Regions from separate parts of the Danio rerio genome. Here region 2 is linked to region 1. The links are chromatin contacts, called in public Micro-C maps. All regions are on one chromosome and are shown on one strand. Each heading gives the region's core, a stretch centred on a gene start, on an enhancer-like site or on the middle of the called end of the contact. The rest is flanking DNA. Distances are from core to core; before and after follow the strand shown.

Region 1 (3,975 bases), core at 434-2,933:
AATTTAAAAAATCATATTTTAAAATGGGCACAAACTAACAAGCCAAACTGCAATCCCATGAAAAGTGAAAATGACAAGTGAATTAAAAGAGCTTAAATTAAATATACAGTACATAAAAATGTATTAGTTAAGTTTATAGAACAAAATGGTTACTGCAAATTATATATACTACAAAATGTAGTGTTCATTGGGCCTATTAGAATTAAATCTATCAGGTTTAAAGGTACAGTTCAATAAAAGTAAAGGAAAAAATTTTGAAAAAAAAATAATAATCAACCAATCAGAGAGTAGAAGCGAGCAAGGTGAGAAAGAATACACCTTTAGCTTGCTTACTTGCTCTCAAAATACTTAGTTTCAAGTTTATTGCCTAGTATGCATATAAACAAGTAATTGTTTCATATACATCTATGTGAGATATTGATTTTGAATATTAAAAAAAAAAAACTCTTGACTTTTTGACTCTTCAGTTTTTGACTCTTTTTTTTTTTTTCTTCAGAGTTGTTTTAGGACTTTCGATTCATGTATCTATGGGGAAAATTACTAGAAACAACAAACGCCAAAAACAGTCGAACTACTTGCTTTACAAACAGTGTGTAAATAAATAGAAAATGTAATAAATAAAAATAGCATTTTATAAGAAAATATCAACATCAAGCAGCATAATGAACTTTTTTACAGCTAAAAATCTATGGAAGTGAATGAGTCATTAAATCTCGAGTAAATAATGTTTGAATGGCTGAGCCTGCTTTTATCAGAAAGAATAGGGTGAAAAGGATAAAGTACTTTTGCAACCATTGTTGCTGAAAAAGCAGGGCAGTAATGTACTACTGTATTTAGCTTCGAGTTTCCGCTGATGAGCCATCTTGCTTGAAATTTTCTTTCAGTTAAAGCATACTGTTGATTATCAAGTTAGTAGCTTTAACTGCCTTAAAAGTGTATAAGTTATTGCTTAATATATATATATATATATATATATATATATATATATATATATATATATATATATATATATATATATATATATAAACTCCCTTAAAGAGAAATAATGAGATTCATACTGCTGCACTATGTTTGCATTGAAACATCTTACTGTTAATTGGTCAATATTGTCAATAACAACAACAATAAACATAATACATATATACACAACTAAAAGTAAAACGTATCTTTTACATTCTTTAAAAAAAAGTATTAAAGCCGATTAGCAGATGCGCAATTTACGTGAATTGGTTACACTAGCAAGTAACTTATGCGTAATATTATAATAGCCAAATTGTTCATATTATTAATAGGAGCTTTTATCCTGTCATCAATACTTCCTGACTTGCAAAACCGGCCCACACATACACATAGCTGGCTTGAGCAACTTAACTGTTAAACTGCACAGATAAACCTTATAACTGTAAAATGCATGTAAGCAATACATTAGCTACGTTATACAAAATAAGCTGTTCAATTTTAACATTAATAGCCTAACGTTACTGCTGCTGAAACTAACATATGGCAGAAAGAGCTGCTTTGATTATTAATACTTGTTTAGTCGGAGGCTGTACTTCTGATTGCATATGAACGCATTAAACAGTGCGTATGACGTAAAACCACACATAAAGAATACTACCTTTAAGGATTTATTTGGTCAGCACTGGTCGAGAATAAGAGATAGGTCGCGTTTCCCGTGTTTCGCACTGAAGTTCGGATGATGAAACACATGTGCGGCGTTTCTGTGTCCTCTGCTGCTTCAGAGTGATAGTCGCCGCTGATTGGTCGTAATTCGTCATGTGACTGCTCAGCGTACTAGAACTGGAAGTACTGATGATGAACTGACGTATACTAATTCATTTCTCTTAATAAAACACAAAAATATATTGATGCTAACTGTTCCTTTTGTAAGCAATACCCAGAGTCAATACCCTTAGTTCACTTACTTTGGTAATGCAGTTATTTTAATTTGGTTTGGAAAGATTTTTTTTCCTTTTAGAAATTGAGTACTTTGAGAGTGTTAATGTTAAAATGTTTTGTTTGGTTTTGTTTTCTGCAAAACAGAACCTTTACATAAAAAGAAAATATATTTCCTTAATCTTATTAACAAAGTTTTATATACATAATAGTACAGCTATTATATTATAATACATACAAAAATGCAAACTCCATAGAGCAGCGCCAACTGACCCAGTCGAGGCTCGAACCAGCAACCTTGTTGCTGTGAGGCGACGGCACTACCTACTGCGCCAATACATATATAAATATATATTCAAAATCATTATTTCACACACAGGGGGTGCTGGTGGGCTGGTGTACTGCAGAATTCAGTTCCAACCCCAATAAGATACACTTGAACCTAATCAAGCTCTTTGTAGAAATACTACAACAGGGGTGTCCAAACTCGGTCCTGGAGATTCGGTAGCCTGCAGAGTAGTTACAACTTGCTTCAACACACCTGATAGGAGGTTTCTAATATATCTAGTAAGAGTTTGATTAGCTGGTTCAGGTGGGTTTGTTTAGGGTTGAAGCTAAACCCTCAAGAACACCGACCCTCCAGGACTGAGTTTGGACACCACTGTACTAGGAACTTCCAGGCAAGCATGTTGAAGGAAGCTGGAGCTAAACTATTCATGGCACTAGCCCTCCAAAACTGAGTTTGGAAACCCCTGCTATTCATATATACCACTTTAATACTCTCTATTTTGTTTCTCTGGATTTACTAGGTATGGGTTTGAGAAAACTTGTTATTTTTATAATTATTATAATATACACTTTTACATTTTTTTTAAAATCTAAAGTGACAGCTTTTCTAATGGCTCAAAACTTAGGACATTACACAGTACACTTCAATTATTGTGTTCTGCTACATGTGTGTGTATGTATATGTATATCACATTTTTTTCTTTTTTTTTTTGATCTTGAGATACTTTAAGACTCTTAAAATCCTGAAGTGACTGGTGAGATGTAAACTGTATATCCAGATATTATGACAGTTTTTAAGCTAACATTTTTTTAGGTTCCACTGGACATTAAATTCAAAGAGAGCACCCAGATACTAAATGCATTATGAGGGTTAATGAAGCCTGTTATTGTTACTTTTACCTTGCATACACACACAACTTTTTTGTAGTTCCTAATACAAAAATGAAACATATACATAAAAAAGCTACCTTCAGACTTGTTCAGTTGACCAATAACAACCATACTTGCACATGTGTAACAAAAAGTTGTCTCTTTATGCTCTAGGCTACATCTGTAAATTTATTACAAATAGACAATCATTAGTCACAATTCTCATCATTAACAATTAGCAGAACACAACCGTCCATGGACATTTAAGTATAAAAGTAAATGGTCCATGACAAACAATATTTGTTGTGGTGTTTGTTTGGCTGAAGAGTGCGGCACTTTATGCTACATAATAACCCAGTGTCATTTACACTGGTCATGTGTGTTCATGAAATATCAATTGTCAACACGTGCCGGACACTGAATTGTAGTCCTTAATAAGATCGATCAGTGATAAATAGCAACTGTGAAAATAGTGCAAAAAGATCTCAAGCACTGGAAGAAAGGACAACAAAATTATAAAGCTGTAAAACTATGTACAAGTTTGAATAAAAATCATATAAACGTTTTAACTAATGTTCTGACTTGTTTTTCTTTCAGCATGCTTTCCTATTTATAAGAAACAGTGTCAGACTTCCTGGAGAGGCACTTCAGGAAAACAAAATAAAATCAAAAACCAAAGCTTTTGTTGGTTATAAAACTAGCTGCCATTAGACTGCCTACTAAAATAACACTTGTCGTTGATCAGGATTCGTTTGAATAATTAGCAGATAAAGTGACTGAAATGTTTGCATCTGAAAGCAGGCAGCACTGCTGATGTTGGAGAACCCCGGACTCGCTCTTCATCAAGTCTCTGCTTTACTGCTCTGACTGAGGTTTAAAGTAGTCATCTGTCCGAAATACACTGGGAAGCTCCGGATGTCT
Region 2 (4,073 bases), core at 597-3,096, 95 kb after region 1:
GCTTATTTATTTTGAAACTGTAACCTACTTGAATTTATTTAAAAGACATGGACACAAAAAAATGAGCGTCACGTCATTGACCCATATATATATATATATATATATATATATATATATATATATATATATATATATATGTGTGTGTGTGTGTGTGTGTGTGTGTGTGTGTGTGTGTGTGTGTGTGTGTGTGTGTGTGTGTTAATGTGGTCATGTGTGTTTAAACTGAAAGAAATACAACATACAAGTTTCAGTTTCTGAAGACAGACAGACAGACAGACAGACAGACATATAGATTGATAGACAGACAAACAGACAGCCATATAAACAGATAGACAGAGAGAGATAGATAGACAGACAGACAGAGAGACAGACATATATAGATAGACAGAGAGACAGACAAACATATAGATTGATACAGAGACAGACAAACAGGCAGATATATAGACAGACAGACAAGTATACAGACAGACAGACAGACAGACAGACAGACAGGCAGATATACAGACAGATAGATAGATAGATAGATAGATAGATAGATAGATAGATAGATAGATAGATAGATAGATAGATAGATAGATAGATAGATAGATAGATAGATAGATAGATATACAGACAGGCAGATATACAGACAGACAGACATAAATAGATAGACAGAGAGACAGACAAAAAGATAGACAGACAGACAGACATATAGATCGATAGACAGACAAACAGACAGCCATATAAATAGATAGACACAGATAGACAGAGAGAGATAGATAGACAGACAGACAGAGAGACAGACATATATAGATAGATAGACAGATAGAGAGACAGACAAACATATAGATTGATACAGAGACAGACAAACAGGCAGATATATAGACAGACAGACAAGTATACAGACAGACAGACAGACAGACAGACAGACAGACAGACAGATATACAGACAGACAGAGACAGACGGGCAGATATACAGACAGGCAGACATAAATAGATAGACAGAGAGACAGACAAAAAGAAAGACAGACAGACAGTCAGAGACATACATCTAGCTAGATAGATAGATAGATATTAATGCAACACCAATGTAAACCGGTTGTATATGCAACATGTAAACCAATAAAAGAAGCAAAATATCACTTTGTCCAACGGACACAAATAAATGAGCCCATCCCAATGAATCAGCTCTCGTGTTTGATCCTGTCAAATGTGTAAATATGCCCTTGTGTTGTTTAGATGCTATTTTCGAATAGCTGTTAATGAAGACAGTATTTAACCTAACCTGACCTGTTGTGAGTGACAAACAAAACATCAGAGAGAAGCGCGAAACCTCAAGCAGAAAACAAATCCCATCTGAAAGCCACATGCTGCATCCTGACCATTGCTATAACTAGATTTGCTTGAACCTTTTAGTAATTTAATGTCCTTATGGACATTTTAAGTAATAATAATAATAAAAAAACATAAACACTGTTCAATGATGTGACAGTTCCAGCGTCAAAAACAGTGCTGTTCTGTAACGTAATTGATTCTACTTGAGAAGATAGAAGTTACAAAATAATAATCTACAACAGAGGAAAACATTTGAAAATGATTCAATAAACATGAAAAAAAATCACAATTATGCAAAGATTCATCCGAGTACCTCATATAGCATAAATCTGACATGGGCTAACCAAAGTTAGCAATTCCTTCTGTTCCCATCCAAACACAACATCGTGTAACTCTGCAACTAAACTATTCTCGTAAAATAGTTTTCGCTGCACATTCAACTCACCTTGCTTTTCACTTCCACCGCGTTCATGTTCAAGCTACGCAAAGATTGTGATTTATTAAAACTCCGGTTCATTTTGCTCGCTTGAAACTTTTCAGCCCGTCCAGGGTGATGGGCTCGATTTATAAGCCTGTCCCGTTATTGAACGTCCAATGTTCACTTTCCAAAGGAGGAAAAAAATCAGTCCACTGAGGCTGTGCGACAGTTTTTCTAAACTTCAGGTCGCGCGGTGTCTCGGTCACTTCACAAAACTTCTGCAGAAAATTATGTGAAAGACTAATCAGTACCTCTCACTAGGGGGAGTGGGCTAAGTTTTCACATATGACATCATCGCTCTGTCTCCGACGGGTTGCTAATTCTACTACGGTGAGGGTTTGGCTTATGAATATTAATTACGTAACGATGGTCTTCCTTAGAGGTAGCTGATTGGCTGCAAAGCGAACGTTAGTAAGCGGGATAAGGTGATGCGGTTGATTTCTTGATTAAAGGGACAGTCACATTTTTACATGCATAAACAAAGATGCATGGCTTCAATCCTAAATTCTCGACATTTTCAGATTGAAGTTGACGCTCAGCTCAAATCTTACAACAAAACAACAAAAATCTGTCCGAGTTTTGGTACTATATGAAGAACTGTCGCTGTTGATTCTGATTTGAGTTAGATAGCTTTTCTGTAATGCTCTTAATTTATTTATTTTCATACACTTTTGTTCAATTGTGATTTACTTACCCCCTTCTTTGTTTTGTTAGTCTTTCTCTCTCTGCAGTTAATGTATTTTCCTCTCTTATATCTGTCTTATTGTGGTTGTATATTTTTATTCATAATATACATGAAATTAAAATTTAAAAAGTAAAAATAAAGGGACAGTCACAAAAAAATGAAATGTTGTGTTTACTCAGCCAGGATCTATGAACAATAATAAATAAAAGTAATTAATTATTAATTAATGAATCAACAACAACAACAACAACAACAACAAACATAATAATAATAATAATAATATATTTTGGCCATTAATTAATTCATCCATTCATTTTCCTGCTTCTTAGTCTCTTGATTCATTTGGGGTCCCCAAAGTGGAATGAACCGCCAACTTATCCAGCATATGTTTTACACAGTGGATGCCTTTCCAGCCGTAACCAAGTTGCCTACTGGGAAACATCCATACACACACATACACTACGGCCAATTTAGTTTATTCAAGTCACCTATACCCGCATGTCTTTGGATTGTGGGGGAAACCGGAGCATCCGCAGGAAACCCACACGGACACAGAGAGAACAAAGCAGCGACCTTCTTGCTGTGAGGGAACAGTGCTAACTACCGAGCCATTGTGTCGCCCCGGTATTAGTTGAGCCTTTTTAGTTTTCTACCTGTATTTTTTACTATATTTGTTTATTTATTTAATTTAATTTAATTTTTAATTTATTTTAAATTTATTTTATTCCCAAAGTGCCAGTTGTTGGCTTGCATTTTATAAAACACCAATGCCATGATTTCAGAAAAAAAATCTTCTGTATATGTATAAAAACAATACTGATCTTAAAGAGACAATTTGCAGATTAGTCTGTTTTCAGACAAATAAGAAATTGTAATAATAAAGTAGCACAATAAAAATAAATTATTTATTTTTTTTTAGATATAAAACAGAAAAAAAACAATTCCTACATATAACTAGACAGACCATCTAGCAGAAACAAGCTATTCTCCTTCGAAAAGAATCGATTGCCTTTCTTTGCGAAGGCATGGCTTATGTTTATTAATAAGATCACGTGATGGAACACTCAGAAGGTTACTAAGCAACTTTAACAATACGTTATAAATATTCATGAACCATACTCCTTAGCCATAGTATGATTTGAAAAGTTCTTCAAACCAACTCTCACATAGCCTATGCATATGAATTTCACATGGCGTACAGTAAAGGGACTATAAGTTCCCCGGCCTTTTTAGAAGCTGCTGGTAACATTACTGGCGTTCATGCAGAATGTCTGGATGTGCGGCATTCCAGGGAAGCGGCTCTGAGGCGCCGGTGCCCGACAGCTGATGTGCCCAGGAATGTTTTTTTAGTAACTTCTCAGACAAACATACCACTGGTCAATAAAAAAGACATGTTTATGTTTGTCCGTGATCTCACGACTACCTAAAACCTCCTTGGAGCAGGAGCTCACTCAACGTTTGTGAAGATATCTATTGATGCTTTTATCCCCAGACAAACACATTTAGGCTACATATTACTTTAAGACGTTTAATAAAGTGTAGCAAAGTGTTTTTTTTTTTTTTTTTTTTTTGGTTAGTTAAGCAAGAATGACAAAA

What was found. Hi-C and Micro-C count contacts between places; a contact is called where the count stands out from the background.
Region 2: a Micro-C map of caudal fin shows a contact between it and region 1, with 8 times the contacts expected there. The contact joins the promoter of pard6gb here to the promoter of asns in region 1. A contact is called at or near these places in 1 of 18 Hi-C or Micro-C datasets (caudal fin) and 1 of 4 datasets of contacts at active chromatin or transcription factors (caudal fin).

Annotation. Positions count from the first base shown.
Region 1 is chr19:28,090,758-28,094,732 of GRCz12tu, forward strand. asns (asparagine synthetase) reads right to left here and starts at 1,684. Exons shown (of 12, transcript NM_201163.3): 1 at 1,619-1,684. bloc1s4 (biogenesis of lysosomal organelles complex-1, subunit 4, cappuccino) reads right to left here. Exons shown (of 5, transcript NM_001003475.1): 5 at 3,221-3,975. The coding sequence ends at 3,910.
Region 2 is chr19:28,185,419-28,189,491 of GRCz12tu, forward strand. It overlaps pard6gb (par-6 family cell polarity regulator gamma b), which reads right to left and starts at 1,847. Exons shown (of 3, transcript NM_212563.1): 1 at 1,760-1,847. The coding sequence starts at 1,831.